5 separate regions of the Sus scrofa genome follow, and all the other regions are linked to region 1. A link is a contact called in public Hi-C and HiChIP or PLAC-seq data. All regions are on one chromosome and are shown on one strand. Each heading gives the region's core, a stretch centred on a gene start, on an enhancer-like site or on the middle of the called end of the contact. The rest is flanking DNA. Distances are from core to core; before and after follow the strand shown. Region 1 overlaps HSF2BP (heat shock factor 2-binding protein). Region 2 has its middle 36 kb from the start of CRYAA. Region 3 has its middle 65 kb from the start of CRYAA. Region 4 has its middle 27 kb from the start of SIK1. Region 5 has its middle 66 kb from the start of SIK1.

Evidence for each region. Hi-C and Micro-C count contacts between places; a contact is called where the count stands out from the background. HiChIP or PLAC-seq counts read pairs in DNA pulled down with a chosen protein or histone mark.
Region 2: a Hi-C map of embryonic fibroblasts shows a contact between it and region 1, with 1.6 times the contacts expected there. The contact joins two enhancer-like sites. A contact is called at or near these places in 1 of 47 Hi-C or Micro-C datasets (embryonic fibroblasts) and 2 of 2 datasets of contacts at active chromatin or transcription factors (alveolar macrophages and skeletal muscle).
Region 3: a contact with region 1 is called in a Hi-C map of retroperitoneal adipose tissue, with 2.6 times the contacts expected there. The contact joins two enhancer-like sites. A contact is called at or near these places in 6 of 47 Hi-C or Micro-C datasets (alveolar macrophages, embryonic fibroblasts, heart right ventricle and 3 more) and 2 of 2 datasets of contacts at active chromatin or transcription factors (alveolar macrophages and skeletal muscle).
Region 4: a contact with region 1 is called in an H3K27ac HiChIP or PLAC-seq map of skeletal muscle. The contact joins two enhancer-like sites. A contact is called at or near these places in 1 of 47 Hi-C or Micro-C datasets (liver) and 2 of 2 datasets of contacts at active chromatin or transcription factors (alveolar macrophages and skeletal muscle).
Region 5: a contact with region 1 is called in an H3K27ac HiChIP or PLAC-seq map of skeletal muscle. The contact joins two enhancer-like sites. A contact is called at or near these places in 2 of 47 Hi-C or Micro-C datasets (both in skeletal muscle) and 1 of 2 datasets of contacts at active chromatin or transcription factors (skeletal muscle).

The regions. Positions count from the first base shown.
Region 1 is chr13:206,578,951-206,581,650 of Sscrofa11.1, reverse strand. The region is part of intron 8 of HSF2BP (heat shock factor 2-binding protein); the gene reads left to right. Among named protein-coding and RNA genes, the nearest start is that of HSF2BP, 49 kb to the left of the region's middle. Within about 2 kb of position 1,295, at least 61 of the 83 cell types and tissues checked have an H3K27ac peak or open chromatin away from gene starts, as enhancers often do. A contact at or near this core is called in embryonic fibroblasts, retroperitoneal adipose tissue and skeletal muscle, where this site is marked.
Region 2 is chr13:206,328,364-206,331,063 of Sscrofa11.1, reverse strand. No RefSeq gene overlaps it. Among named protein-coding and RNA genes, the nearest start is that of CRYAA, 36 kb to the right of the region's middle. Within about 2 kb of position 1,398, at least 16 of the 83 cell types and tissues checked have an H3K27ac peak or open chromatin away from gene starts, as enhancers often do. A contact at or near this core is called in embryonic fibroblasts and skeletal muscle, where this site is marked.
Region 3 is chr13:206,357,222-206,359,921 of Sscrofa11.1, reverse strand. No RefSeq gene overlaps it. Among named protein-coding and RNA genes, the nearest start is that of CRYAA, 65 kb to the right of the region's middle. Within about 2 kb of position 1,356, at least 40 of the 83 cell types and tissues checked have an H3K27ac peak or open chromatin away from gene starts, as enhancers often do. A contact at or near this core is called in embryonic fibroblasts, retroperitoneal adipose tissue and skeletal muscle, where this site is marked.
Region 4 is chr13:206,437,411-206,440,110 of Sscrofa11.1, reverse strand. No RefSeq gene overlaps it. Among named protein-coding and RNA genes, the nearest start is that of SIK1, 27 kb to the left of the region's middle. Within about 2 kb of position 1,365, at least 23 of the 83 cell types and tissues checked have an H3K27ac peak or open chromatin away from gene starts, as enhancers often do. A contact at or near this core is called in skeletal muscle, where this site is marked.
Region 5 is chr13:206,398,685-206,401,384 of Sscrofa11.1, reverse strand. No RefSeq gene overlaps it. Among named protein-coding and RNA genes, the nearest start is that of SIK1, 66 kb to the left of the region's middle. Within about 2 kb of position 1,319, at least 28 of the 83 cell types and tissues checked have an H3K27ac peak or open chromatin away from gene starts, as enhancers often do. A contact at or near this core is called in skeletal muscle, where this site is marked.

The DNA of each region.
Region 1 (2,700 bases), core at 46-2,545:
CCTCACTGTCAGCTTGGTCCCGTCTCCCCGTCTCCCATAGCAAAGCACGGGAAGGTAGACATTTTACACCTTTATCAAGGCAAAAGTACACTTTCAGAGAAGGGAGAGGAGTCAGGGGCTTGCAGGTTCCCAGAGGGCCCGGCTCCCTTGCAGTGCTCTCCGTGACCCACAGTGCGGCCAGAGTGAGGACCCAGGGCGATCCTCGGGTTGGTCGTGGGCAGGAGGCCTCGTCTGCATGGGGACAGGTGACCCAGGGGCGGGTGAGGCCTGGGCCAGGGTCCATTCCCAGCAGGGAGTGAGCAGCCCAGGCGGGTCAAGGTGGGGGAAGGAGCTTTGCAAGGAGACACGGCCTGAGGCTTTGGGGGTTCGTCTCCTTGAAGGGGACTTGGAAGCTGTAGCATTAGAAAGATGAGTATGTATTTCACTGTAGGATAGCAAAATAGAAGCTGCTTGTTCTCTGAAAAATAGTATGTGCTTCTTGGTGCCTGGTGGTGGTGTGATTGTGTTCATCAGTCTAAACCTCACGACTGCTTAGGACTAAAAGAGAATTTTCAGACTGGCTTATTCTGCTTTATGAGGATATACTAGAAAATAAGAACCTCTTCTAATTTTTAAAAAAGCTAGGGAAAAAGGTTTTGTTGGGTCCTACGCTTATCAGTTTTCCTGTTAGCAAATGTGATATGTTTAATTTAATTAATTTATTGCTTTTTAGGGCCGCACCTGCGGCATAGGGAGGTTCCCAGGCTAGGGATCCAGTTGGAGCCTCAGCTGTGCCTACACCACAGCCACAGCAATGCGGGATTTGAGCCTTGTCTGTGACCTACAGCGCAGCTCACGGCAGCGCCGGATCCTTAACCCCCTGAGCGAGGCCAGGGAGCGAGCCCGCAAGCTCATGGATCCTAGTCGGATTCGCTTCTGCTGTGCCGTGATGGGGACTCTGAAATTTGATGGGTTTTAAAGAACAGGCGCTTTGCTTCCTTAGCCCCGTCTACTCGGGCACTTCCTAGAATCCCTGTCCTGGTTCACGGAATGGGATGTGCCTCACGGGCCTTAACGTGTCCGGAAATGCAGTTGCACCGGGACCAACCCCTCCCGTAGCAGGTGTTAAATTGGAGTTTGTCCCCTTGTTGTTTTTAATCTCAGTCTTTCTGCCACGCCGAAAGCTCATGTCCTTTTCATCCCTTTGGCCTGAAGGGGGCAGGCTGCGTTCACGTGTCCGGCCTTCTTCGACCGGAGCAGCTGCTGTCAGGCGCCCTCGGGCTGGATCCTTGCACTTCCTCTGGCCTCGCTGGGCTTGCCCGTCCTTCCCCGTAGGCGGCTCAGTGCTGCTCTTTCCCAGGCTTCTGCACATTCCTCACGTTCCTGTAAAGCTGCAGAGCTGGCGTCACAGCCCAGCAAACAGCCCTTGAGAACAGAGTGTTTTGAGACGCCGGCCGGGTGTTAGGTAACCGTTAGGCAAAGGGGGATGAGATCGCACGCGTCCCTCGTCCCTCGTTCGTGCCTGTCTCCTACCCTCTTGCTCCGTGTCGCTGCGGCACCGGGACGTCTGCCTCTGGCTGCCACGCGCTTGGTTTGTGTGAGCGCCGGGAAACACGGGCTGCCCTGCGCGGGTGTCCCTCAGCCCAGACCGCTCTCCCCAGCCCCCCGCAGGGTCCGACCCGCCATCAGCCGCGGCTCCAGGGGTTTTTACGTGTGATTAGCATTGCCGGCTTGTAGATGCCTCGCAGTGTTGTGTTCGTTTCCGGGGTGCAGCAGAGGGAATCAGCCCTGCGTTTCTGGGTACGTCCATCCTGTGACGGCCTGTGTCTTCCCCACACAGGCCGTCACAGACCACGGGCTCGAGCCCCGAGCTACGCGGTGGGGCCCCGTGACGATGCATGTGGTGTGTGTTGTGCACACTTGCGAACCCCAGCCTCCCCGTCCCCCCTGCCCCGAATGTCTCCCCTTTGGTGACCACAAATTTGGTTTCAGGATCTTTGCGTGGAATATCTGTTCTGTGAACAAGTTCTCTTGTTTCACTTTTTAGATTCCATGCGTTGGTGATCTCGTGTGGTCTTTGTCTCACTTCCTTCACTTGGTATAAGAACCCCTAGGCCCATCCACGTCGCTGCCGGTGGCTTTATTTCATTCTTTTTGTGGCCGAGTCATAGTCCATTGTCTGTATGGACCACATCTTGATCCCCTCTTCTGTGGATGGACATTGAGGTTGCTTCCATGTCTTGGCTGTTGTAAATAATGCTGCAGTGAACATAAGGGTCCATGTATCTTTTTGTTTTTTGTTTTTTAAAATCTTTTTTAGGGCTGCATCCACAGCATATGGAAGTTCCCAGGCTAGGGGTCTAATCGGAGCTGTAGCTGCCGGCCTACGCCACAGGCACGGCAATGCCAGATCCAGGCTGCGTCTTGGACCTACACCACAGCTCAAGGCAACACTGGGTCCTTAACCCACTGAGCAAAGCCAGGGATTGAACTTGCGTCTTCATGGATACTTGTCGGGTTTATTGACTGCTGACCTATGATGGGAACGCCTCTTCTGCTCATTTTAAATTTGTTCTGTTTTGTTTTATTTTGTTTTGTTTTTTTACCGCATGGACTCAAACTCAGTATGTTCAGACTAAATTCATAGGCTCCCCCCACTGAACTCGAACCACGGCCTTCGCAGTCCTGGCTGACGGCAGCTCTGTCTTTGCAGCCTCTCAG
Region 2 (2,700 bases), core at 149-2,648, 250 kb after region 1:
AGCAGGTGCCAGGCAACAAGAGGCAGCCGCAGCCACGCGGGATGCAGCCCAGGGTGAGTGCGAGGAGGCCTCTGGCAGGGACGACGGCAATGAGCAGAGACGTCCGCACGACGGGGCAGAGGTGAGGGTGCGTTTACGCGCTGAACTTAAACAGGGCTTCGACTTCAGGCAGCCCAAACCGAGACGCCCAAATGCAAAAGAAAACATAGCAGTCCCGAGACCGCTAATGTTTAAAAAACGGAAAAAGGACACACAATAAAATCAAGGCAATGACCCTTGGAATTTCAGGTTCCTTCTCTGAACTCCAGTCCCACGTGAGTTTTCCCAGCAATCCAGGGCCCGAGGCCCCTGCAGCCTGAGTTCCTGCTACCATCCAGAAGTCCTAGGCCAGCGACTTTCCGATGCAGCCCACACATCTTTCATGTCCCTTTGGCGAGGCCTGGGTGTGGGGACGGGGTGGGGAAGAGAAGGGGGTGGGAACCCCGAGCCTCCAGCTGCCGCAGAGCTGGGAGTCACCTGGCCTTGACCTCTGCACACAGAGAAGCCAAGAAACTTAAAAGCAGAGGGGAGAGGAGCGAGGGAAGTGATAATACTGGAATTTGTTTAGGAATTAAGTTATTAACTTAAATACCTTAAATGTTATTTCTCACCAAAGGAGCCCAGTAAATTAAATTTGGAAAAGGAAAGTCATGTGTGAGTACTGCCAAAGTAACATTTGCCTTCGGGTGGGGGTGGGGGGTTCACCTGGCAAGAGAGGGGTTCACCAAGCACTCAGACCAGGAGGGCTGGGTGCCCTGGGAGTGAAGGCAGAGCATGCGCTGCTGTAACAAAGTCCCCACGCACGGCAGCAGAAGCAAGACGGAGGTTTTGCTCCTCCGGATGCACGTCCTGGGGTTGCTCCAGTGCACGAGGACCCAGACTCCTTCTCGATGCTCTGCCCTCCTCACACTGCAGTTTTTGCCTCGTGGCCCAAAGTGGCTGCTCCAGCACCTTCCTTCTCAACTAGTTTCCAAGCAGCTGGAAGGGGCCAAGGGGAGGGGAAGCACAGTCTTTACTTCTACTGGTCATCCCAGCTCTGCACTCCTCCCTCTTCTCCAGTCCACACGGCTCACCTGGCTTCAAGAGGTGTGATCTGGAGGTGTGGTTGTTATCTGGGTGGCCAAGGAACCAGAAAGGGAAGACGGACACGGGTCCACCAGAAATCTCCACCATACTTGCCCAGAGAAAGCTGTTTCCCATCTATGGTGCCTGGTGCGTGGCCACCGGGCAGCCACTCCCTTTTCCTCACTGACACTCAAGCAGATGGTATTTCCCGAGAGGTGGTTAACTCCCGCCCCTGGATCACACACTGCCCGCTTCCGTCTCTGTGAGATAACATTACAGCATCCCGTCACCAGCATGATTAAGCTCCTCTGGAAGCAAAGAAATGTGACATTCTGATGACCCCAGGATTTGTTGACAGGGAGTGGACATTCTCGGGCTTCTCCAAAGATGCCAGCCCCGTGGTTTCCTGTGAGGCCCTCTAGGGAGCGGGGGTCCCACCCCCAGTGCCCTCTCCACCCCGGGCACCCCCCCAATACCCTCCCCATCCCAGGCACCCTCCCCACCCCCGGTGCCCTCCCCACCCCCGGCACCCTTCACACCCTGAGAACCACAGGTTTTTTTTTATGTGTGGTTTATTAACTTATTCAATAAATATTTGTGACCACTATAAACTTCAGGAAACTGGTGACTTTTAACTCACCGAAACACGGAGCAAGCATTTATTAAGCACCTACTTGTGCTGGGCTTTGGTCAACATAGACAGAAACAAAATAAAAATCTGGCCTGCCCCAGGGGCAGCTGGCACGTGGCCCTCGGGGGCAGCTCAAGGAGCCTATACACTCGAGCCCTCTGCCTGGCACTGCCCCTGACGACAGGTGGCCACGACTGGCAGCAGCTGCAGAGAAGTAAGTGATGATCTCTGGAAGATGGCAGCTGGCCCCCCACGTGGCGCGTGGCGGGGACCTGTGATTTTCTTTTGCTTGTGAGTTGAAGGATCGATTTAGAAAATTGCAGCCAACGAAACCCGACGGCTGAAAGGTGCCTCCCCTCTGCGAGGCTTTCTGCACGTGGCCCCAGGAGTCAGGGTCACACCCCCAGCCCCCCACCCTCCTGACGCGGGACCCGGGGCCCTCACTGAGGCCAATGGAACTGTCTGCAAGTGACAGGTGAGCCTGGCAGCTGGGGTGCCTGCCCGCAGAGCCATGGGAGGGGCCAGCTGCCTCTTCCTCCCGGTGACAGGACTCGGGGCTTCCTGGGTGGGTGGCTGTGACTTCAGGAGGCAGGTGGCCTCGGATGCCCCCAGCTGCCGCAGGATGCTGAAACAGAGCAGCTCGGGGAGCCGGGCCCTGTTAAGACAAGCAGCCTTGAAAGGGGTGCCCCCAGGAAGGTGCTCGTGGGTCGGAGAGGGCAGCCTGGTCCCAGTGGCCACTGAGAAGCAGATCTAAATGCCCGAGGAGGAGGCAAGAGGCCGGAATGGCAGCTGGGGCTCTGTTCAGAGAAGGCCAGCGGCATCCACCTGGCAGGGCACTCCAGCTTCTCTCCCAAAGAGAGACTCCAATAGCTCAGACTCCAGATGCGCCCAAGGTTGAGCCCATGTCCTGTCTCATCAGAGCAGATTTACTGGCTGTGTCTGTAGGGAACTGATGAGCTGATGAC
Region 3 (2,700 bases), core at 107-2,606, 220 kb after region 1:
AGGGACCCCACAGTGGGCAGGCAAAGGGCAGGCCCCACAGACTCCGGGCATCTGCCGAGGGAACGGAGAGAGGTTCCCAGCTGCCAGGGGTGGGGCCCGGGGAGCCCGATGGCCCTGGTGGAGCCACTGCAGCAGGTGTGCTGGGGCGGAAACCACACTCCAACCACACGAGGCAGGCCTGCTGGGTCTGCAGCGGGGAGCGGGCCCTGGCGGGGGCTGTGTAACAGGGAAGCCCTGACATCAAGCCTCATGTCCACTGACTCGAGGGTGCCCAGCCCTCCCCAGCTCCGGGCCATGCACGAGCCGGGCCTGGACGGGAAAGGCTCCAGGAGGCAGAGGCTGCTGGCTCAAGGTGCTCCTGGCGGAGTGGAAAGTTTGGGTGCAGTCAGATCCCCAAATCCATCATGCAGGTGACTCAGCTCAGCCAGAATCCGGCGAGGGGAGCGCCCCAAACAGGCGCCTGGTGGGAGTTTCCTCCCGCTGATACAACGCTCACACCCCGTGAGTGAGTGTGGAGCCAGCCGCGCATGGGGTTCTGCTCCGAGGCTGCAGCCCCCACGGCCCCTCCCAGGAGAGCCGGTCCCTGGATCAGAACCCAGGGCACGTGGTTCTGCAGCATCGTCGTGCTGACTGTCGGGCTGAAAGCACATCACTTGGTGTTACCCCACCAACCCCCCGCCCCGGCGGCCCCACGTCCACCAAGGGGGCTGGAAGGCTCTGACCAACCCCAGCCCTCAGCTCATTTGCTCCTCAAGAGCCATCTCAGGCTGGGGACCCCTGGAGCTCTAGGAAGAACCCCAAGCCTTCCACAGCTCTGGCTTGGTTTTTACTTCCCAGCATTCACTTCCTAGTATGTCTTTTTAGAGAGAAAAACTGCAGGTTGGCTTCGCCCTGTTTTACTGGTTTGCCTCCAGTCCTGAAGCTTTTGACGTCAGCAGGTGTCACTGAAACCTCAGGTCTGAAAACAGTCCCAGGGGCTAAGTGACAGCCTCCTCCACCAAGGAGACCCCAGGCTGAACCCCAGCCTCCAGCGCGAGGTCAGCCCATCAGCCTGTCACCCATCAGCCCGCTCTGCCTGGCGTCTCTTCCAGCAACGGGCTGGGGGACGCCTTTACCGCTGCTCCCAGCTCCTGCCGCTTAACAGGTTGTCAGGCTAAAAAAAGCATCATTGTTCAGGCTCAACCAGGCAGGCACTGCCGGCGGCTTTGACGTCTCTGCCGACTGGTTTGTTTCAGATGACAAGTCCACACAGCATTGCTCCTGCACCCGGGCCCGGCACACACCCACACACGGCCTGTGCACTCACGGGCAGTCACGTACGAGAGAGGCCGCCCAGCCCCGCGGGAGGGCAGCCAGCCCGGGAGGCCCAGGGCCGTGTCCCCGAGGGCCTCTGGAATGTGCCGGCCGCAGGGCAGTGACGGGGGCTGGCTTCCTGTGGGACGCACGGCTGGCCCCGCTCTCCTTGGAGACGGGCCTCTGCCCTGGAACGTAGAACACGCGTGTTGAAACAGCTCTGCGGGGGCCTGGCCTGCCCTTGGGGGCTCAGGCAGCTGAGCCAGGAGGGGACTGGGTCCTGGGTGCCTCCTTCAGTGGCCGGGGATCCCTCTGTGCCACTCATGCCCTGGAGGCACCACACTCTCCTGGCTGTTGCCCTCCTGACGGCCTTGGATCCGCGGGCGCTCAGGGCCCCAGTTTCTGCTCCTACGGGATGGGACGGCCCCATTGCCCAGCCAAGATGCCATAAGGAAGCAAGAAAATCAGTCCAAACTGCAGGCAGGTGGCAGGTTATCAGTAAACTCCTCTCTTGGGGTGGGGATGGGGGTTGGTGTTCCGTACAAATCTATTCCCACCAAACGCCTCCTCCCCGAAGCCGGCAGCTGCCCTGGGGTGGGGTCCATGCTGGGCTGGGGTAGGGGGGCATCCTGCCCAGGTCCTGAAGCGCACCCAGGATGCTGCCTGTCCACCACGCATGTCTCGGGTGGATCTGAGAGGCCCCGGGAGGCTGGAGTCATGATCCCCGAGATGCAAAGATAGTTCAGGTCCCCTGAGTTCCACGCGTGACCGCAGCCCTGAACAAATAGCCCGCGGACCGGGGCAAAGGAGCCCATGGAGGAAAGAGGACCGTCAGACGAGGAGGTGCCAGGTGGCACCCTTTCACTGGCTGGAGTTCCAGAGACATTTGGGACCTAAGGTGACCTCTTGGTGTGGACTGGAGCTGGGGTGCAGCAAGATGCAGCAGGCTGGCCCTCTACGTCCAACTCTGCCCCGGGCCACAAATGCCTGCTGCCACGTTCCTTTCAGGTGAAAGAGCCCTAACCTATTTCATGCTTTTAAAGGAGGGTTTTCTAGGCTGTCAGCTCTGTGCCAGTTTAGTCCGAACGTCCTGCCACCACACGCCCTTGGCCCCCCCACAGTGGACTTGACCGCTGCAAACACTTCTCTGGGTTGACAGGCCAGGGCTGCAGCTTGGCCTCCGGGCGGCATCGCTGGGCTGTCACCCCTCCCCCACCCACCCACGTGCCCGGAGGTGAGTGGGCCACAGACCTCAGGGCCCGGGCCCTCCCTTTCAACATGGAACTGTCACCCACTCGAACTTGGGCCAAAAGTAAATCCATTCCGAGGTTTAAAGAAAACTTCCGGTGTGTTGGAAAGAGGAACCTTTTTTTTTTTTTTTTTTTTTTTTTTTGTCTTTTTGCCATT
Region 4 (2,700 bases), core at 116-2,615, 140 kb after region 1:
GGCAGGCTGTGTGTCCCCCGGCAGCCGCCCTCTCGCAGGCCGCTTGCCGTCTTGTCCCCCTCGGTGAGCTCAGCTGCCGTCTCCCAGGGCGCGGGCTTGGGGTGCGGGAGGCGCCCTTCCCCTCGGCCCCGCATCCTCCAGGCTGGCTCCCCCAGGGCCCCCCAACCCTGCTGGACGCCCCCCTGTCGCACTCTCATGCGTTAAGCTCTGCGGGGAGGTTTGGGGGCCACCAGGGGTGCTCAGTACCTCTGCCATTTTCAACCTCGGCCACTGGATCCCCAGCTCCGGTAACGGTCTCGCTCAAACTGGAATCTAGCTTCTAAGCTGGCACCCAGCCGCCCTCATCTCCTGGGCCTCATGCCTCCCCCCCCCCATTTTTTTCTTTTTTTTAGGGCTGCACCTGCGGCATATGGAGGTTCCCAGGCTAGGGGTCCAATCGGAGCTACAGCCGCCGGCCTACACCACAGCCCCAGCAACGTGGGATCGGAGACGCGTCTGCAACCTACACCACAGCTCATGGCAACGCCGGATCCTTAACCCACTGAGCGAGGCCAGGGATCGAACCCTCAACCTCATGGATGCTAGTCGGGTTCTTAACCCACTGAGCCACGCCGGGAGCCCCTCATGCCCTTTGGGAATCCCCTCCGGCACTGGGACTGAGAGGGTCAGTGACATCCAGGACAAGGTCACACACAACACGGTGGCTTCCGTCGTCCTCTCTTGGGTCACTCACTCTTGGGGAAGCCAGCGGCTATGGCGTGAGGACACTCAGGCAGCCCTGCAGAGAGGTCCACCGGTGGGGGACAGAGACCTCCTGCCCACCGCCACGTACACAGACATTCTAGAAAACAGAACCTGCAGCCCCGGTCACACCTCTGGATGAGGCAGCCTTGGCTCAACTGGCTGCAGCCTCGCGGTGAATAAACCCTGAGTCAGAACCACCCAGCTGAGTACCTCCTGGTTCCCTGAGCCACCGAAGCTGAGGGGAGCGAAGGTTTGTGGGTTTAGATTGCTACGTAGATCACTCCTTTCCGCGTGTGTGTGTGTGTACGCGTGTGTGTGCCCATGCCCTGTCCTCCCCGGGCTTTCCTGCCCCAGTGGCTACAAGGTCAGTCCCTGCTCCTCCCCTCCCTCAGGTCCGGGGGGGGACACAGCCTCTCCTGGGCCACCCCCAGGACACTGCCCACCCCTGCCTTGCTTGCGAAGGCCTGTCTACCCTCTTGCAGATTGTGCCTCTAAGAAACACTCCTCAGACGACCCAGCTGGATGGGAACATCTATTTCCCGTCAGGCCCACACCTGGAACGACCCTCCCCTCCCGTGAAGTCACGGCCGCTGCTGTCGTCGGAAGGGACTTTCCCAGGTGGAGAAATCTGGAAGCAGCTTTCGCTTTTCTCCCTGGGGCATCCTCCCTCCGCAGCAGCGGGGACTGGTGGAACTTTTCCTCAAGCGAAATCAGATGCAAGTGGTCTTTGTTCTCTTCCTCCCCGGGGGTCAGGCTCCATAACTAATTACTCACAGGCGGCGGGTTAGAACACACTTCTGGGTTCAGTGGTCAGGCTCTCAGCCTCCCCTCTGTGTGGGAAGCTCGGTCTCCGGGGGCCCTGGAGCCACAGTCCCCTGGCAGAGGGTCTGAGGCTCCCGGGAGGCCCTGGCCCCGCGCCCGTCGTGGGGCGGGAGTCACCCGCCCGCAGCCTGGGAAATTCCCTGGGAGCCGGGATTTCCTCGCTGGGATATTGTTTTCCCTCCGCAGGAAGCCCAGGCAGCCACGTCTGTTCCTGGCAGCGATCCCGCCGCAGGCTCGGAGCCCCTGAACTTCCAGTCCGCACACCTGCTGGGTCCTGTGGGATCCGGGGCAGCACCAGCCAGGGTCCTGGCGCCCTGGGCCAGGCCCGGAGCCTGCCTTTGTTTAAAAGCTTGACGTTTTGGAGTTCCCGTTGTGGCTCAGCAGCTGAAGGACCCGACGTCGCATCCTGGGACAGGAGCTGAGGCAAGACTGGGCGGGGGAGGGGGGGGAGAGGCGAGTCCACAAGGGCCCAGAGCGGCCAAAGCAGGGCCCTGACAGGTCCCTTCCCCAAGACTGAAGGTGGCCGAGAAAATTCGTGTCTCCAAAGGGACAAACATGAATGTAAGCTAAGATCTGAGCCCCCGGAGGCTCAGCCGTTGACACTGGGGTGTGTTTCCTGGAAAAGAGCCTTTGCAACCGTGAGCCCCCTGCCCTGGGCCCCAGTCCTGGTGACACCCCCGGAGCAGGAGGGGCCGCCGTCGCCATGGGGACAGCTGCCTCCTGTCCCTGCCCCCCTTCACCCCAACACCAGCCCCTGAGGCCTTGCGTTTGGGAGGCGGTGCCCGAAACGGGACAGATGTGGCCCTGGAGGCAGCCGAGTCAACTGCCTGAGCACACGGTGGCCTGTGGCGAGCTCGCTGCTGGGGTTCGCTGTCTAAAGGGGGCCCCAGACCTCCACAGGGGCCTCTTTGGTCATCAGGATCTTGTCCCTGGGTGCCGCCTGGCCAGGTCTCCCCATGGGGACCCCTTGCTTGAGGACATGAGCCAGGTCTGAGGACTTGGGGTGAGTGGGACAGGCCAGCCCTGGGCTGCAGGGGACATGGGGGTCCAGGGGGAGCTGTGGTGGCATCACACGGCCTGCCAGGGGCTATGGTGGGAGATAATGGAGCTGGGTGTGGTGGAGCAGGCTCAGCA
Region 5 (2,700 bases), core at 70-2,569, 180 kb after region 1:
GTCTAGTGGCAGGGCCCTCCGACCCCGGATTCTTCCTGCCTGAGTTCACCAGGTCCCTTTTTATACCAGATCTAAGTACAAACACACTCACACACATACATGCAAACACACGTGGGTCTCAGAATTAAAGCTTTTCTCATGCCCACCTCCCGCACACACGAATGCATGAGATGCATCTCAGGCACACACACACACACTCACATGTTCACACTCAGCAGCTTCCTTTTGCCACCCTGAGGTCTAGGTGCAGCCCCCACTGGAAAGTGGGGGGACGGGGGGCTACCTTGTTATTTCTCACTGCATTTCAGGCCCTCTGCTACAGGAGCAGCGTAACCCACGGAGGGGTCTTGGAGGGGCAGAGCCCAGCCCGTAGGTCAGGGAACACACGCCACCTCCTGCCCACCTGAGGGCTGATCTCAGCCTCAGGAGCCCCCTGCCCTGAGCCCACAGCATGAGCAGAGTCCTGAGGAGCACAGTGAGATGCAGATAAATGTTTGCAGGGCCCTGGCGGGGGTCTCAGGGTTAAGGCTTTTTTCACTGCAGTAAACAGTAGCTCTGACTCCTGGATGCCTCCCGCCGAGTCCGGGACACCAGACAACGGTCTCGCTTCCTCCACTTGGCCATCTGGTAGACCTGCTTCCCCGACGTGGCCGCATCCACTAGTCTGAGTGTGAGGACCCTCCCCACCCCCCGCCACACCCTTCCAGGGGTTCAGGTCGGGTCCAGGTTCTTAGGAAACCCCACTGGCTTGAGCCTCAGACCGCACGCCCACATCACCCCGCGGGACCACCCGGATCTCTCAGCAGCCTCCCACGGGTGGCCCCGCCACCATCCGTCCTCCACGCGGGAGCCCAGGGAGCCTAAGCGCACACGTGGGAGACATTGCCCCCCTGCTCCCAGCCCCGGGGGGCTGCCTCGCCCCGAGCAGCACGTGGAAAAGTGAGCCCGCCCTTGGCCTCTCCCCATATTCTGCTTATCTACGCCTCCTCGTCTGCGAATTTGCTGCTCTCTTTTCTCTTTGCTCCTCTTCTGGCTTCCTCACTTGACCTGAGCTGCCCCAAGGCTCCAGTTTCTCTGCTTTGCTCACAAGGCGGTGGGGGGGGCGGCGGGGGGAGGCAGTGTGGGCCCAGCCCCGCCCCCCAGGGTGGGGCACAGCAAATATTTGCAAAGTGAACAAACGTACCAAATGCACCTCTATTTCCAGCCCAGCCCGGCCCCTGGAAACCCAGACACGCAGGCAGGTTGCAAAGGAGAAGGAAGCCCTGGCTCGGAAGGTTTCGGAAGGGCTTCCGCCTGAAGTGCTGGCTAAGGAAGACTCTTCCCTCCTCGGATGTCCCTGCCGAGCCTCCTGGGCGCCAGGTTTTGTGAGCAGCTGATCCGACACACGGTTAGGGGAGGGCCACTGGGGCCGCCAGGCCCAGCAGCTGCTTCATTTCCAAATGCCTGAGATTCTGGAATTGCTCCCACCCAGCCTCTAAGCTGGCTGCTGAGGACCTGCAGGCCTCGGTGCTCCCCTGAGAGCAGAGAACCAAGGGTCCTGGCCCTGGAGCCCAGAGGCTGGCCTGGTGGGCGCAGCAGCCCCCAGCCCTCCCTACGGAGACGTGGCCCAGTCTGTCACACACCAGCCCCCAGGCAATGTCCCTTAGCGTCCAAGGCACGTGCATCTTGATCTGGGCTGATGGGAGCAGAAGGGGAAGCAGCAGCTTTAGAGAACGCACGCTCGGGGGCCACCCAGGCCACCCCCAAAGGGCAGCATGTCCCGCCGCAGGGGTGGGAATGGCCTCGCAACCCCACCCTGCCTCCCTGGGTCTCCCACACGGACCCCCGCGGAGGTGAGACATCCAACCTGGATGGTACGAGGCAGGATGCAGTGATGCGCCCAGTTGCAGGTTCCTGCCGTGTATGTCCACAGCCCAGACATGTATTGAGCACCTACTGTGTTCCTAGCCCTGTGTGCCCTGTGGGACCTCCCTGGCCTGAGGTGTAGGGGTCCTGGAAAGCAAGAAGCCTCTCCCAGGGGTGACGTCAGGAATCAGCCTCAGGACTGTCGGGCGCGGACGGACCTCGCCTTCCCAGACAATCTCCTCCTCACCTGGTAACCAAACCCCTCTTTCAGGAGTTCCTTTAGCGAAACCTCCTTCCACTCTTACAGCACATAGCAGCTTTTGTGGCTGTTTTTACAGCCCCGCCGTCCCCAGGATCGTCATGGGACCCCAGGACAGCCAATGAGAGGACTGTGTTTCCTCACCCACAGAAAACAGCTCAGGGACAAGCCTGTGACCGGCATCAAAGTCCTGCCTGGGATTTTGCTGGAAACAACAAAGACAGAATGACCCCAATCCTCCAAGTTGGAAGTTCCAGGGACCCCGTCACCCTAAGACTAGCACTCCCGAGCAAAGTCAACGCAGGTGAAATCAAGCTTAGTCTAAATAAGATAAGCCCAGTGATATCATTTGAGTTCCTGGATCCAGCTGTTCCTGAAGCCCACTGCAGTTAAATCATCCAGCAAACACCCTTTACTGACATGAGCTTGAGTTGGGTTCTGTCATTTGCAGCCCAAAAGAATCCCGAGTAATGTGATGCCATAGAGGAATGGAATCCTCTAGACTTTTATGGGGGGACAGAGTCACAGCAGGGCACTGGTAAGACAAAACCTTCCTGGATCTTAAAAGCGGGAAGGGGGTCTCAGGTTTGGGTGGA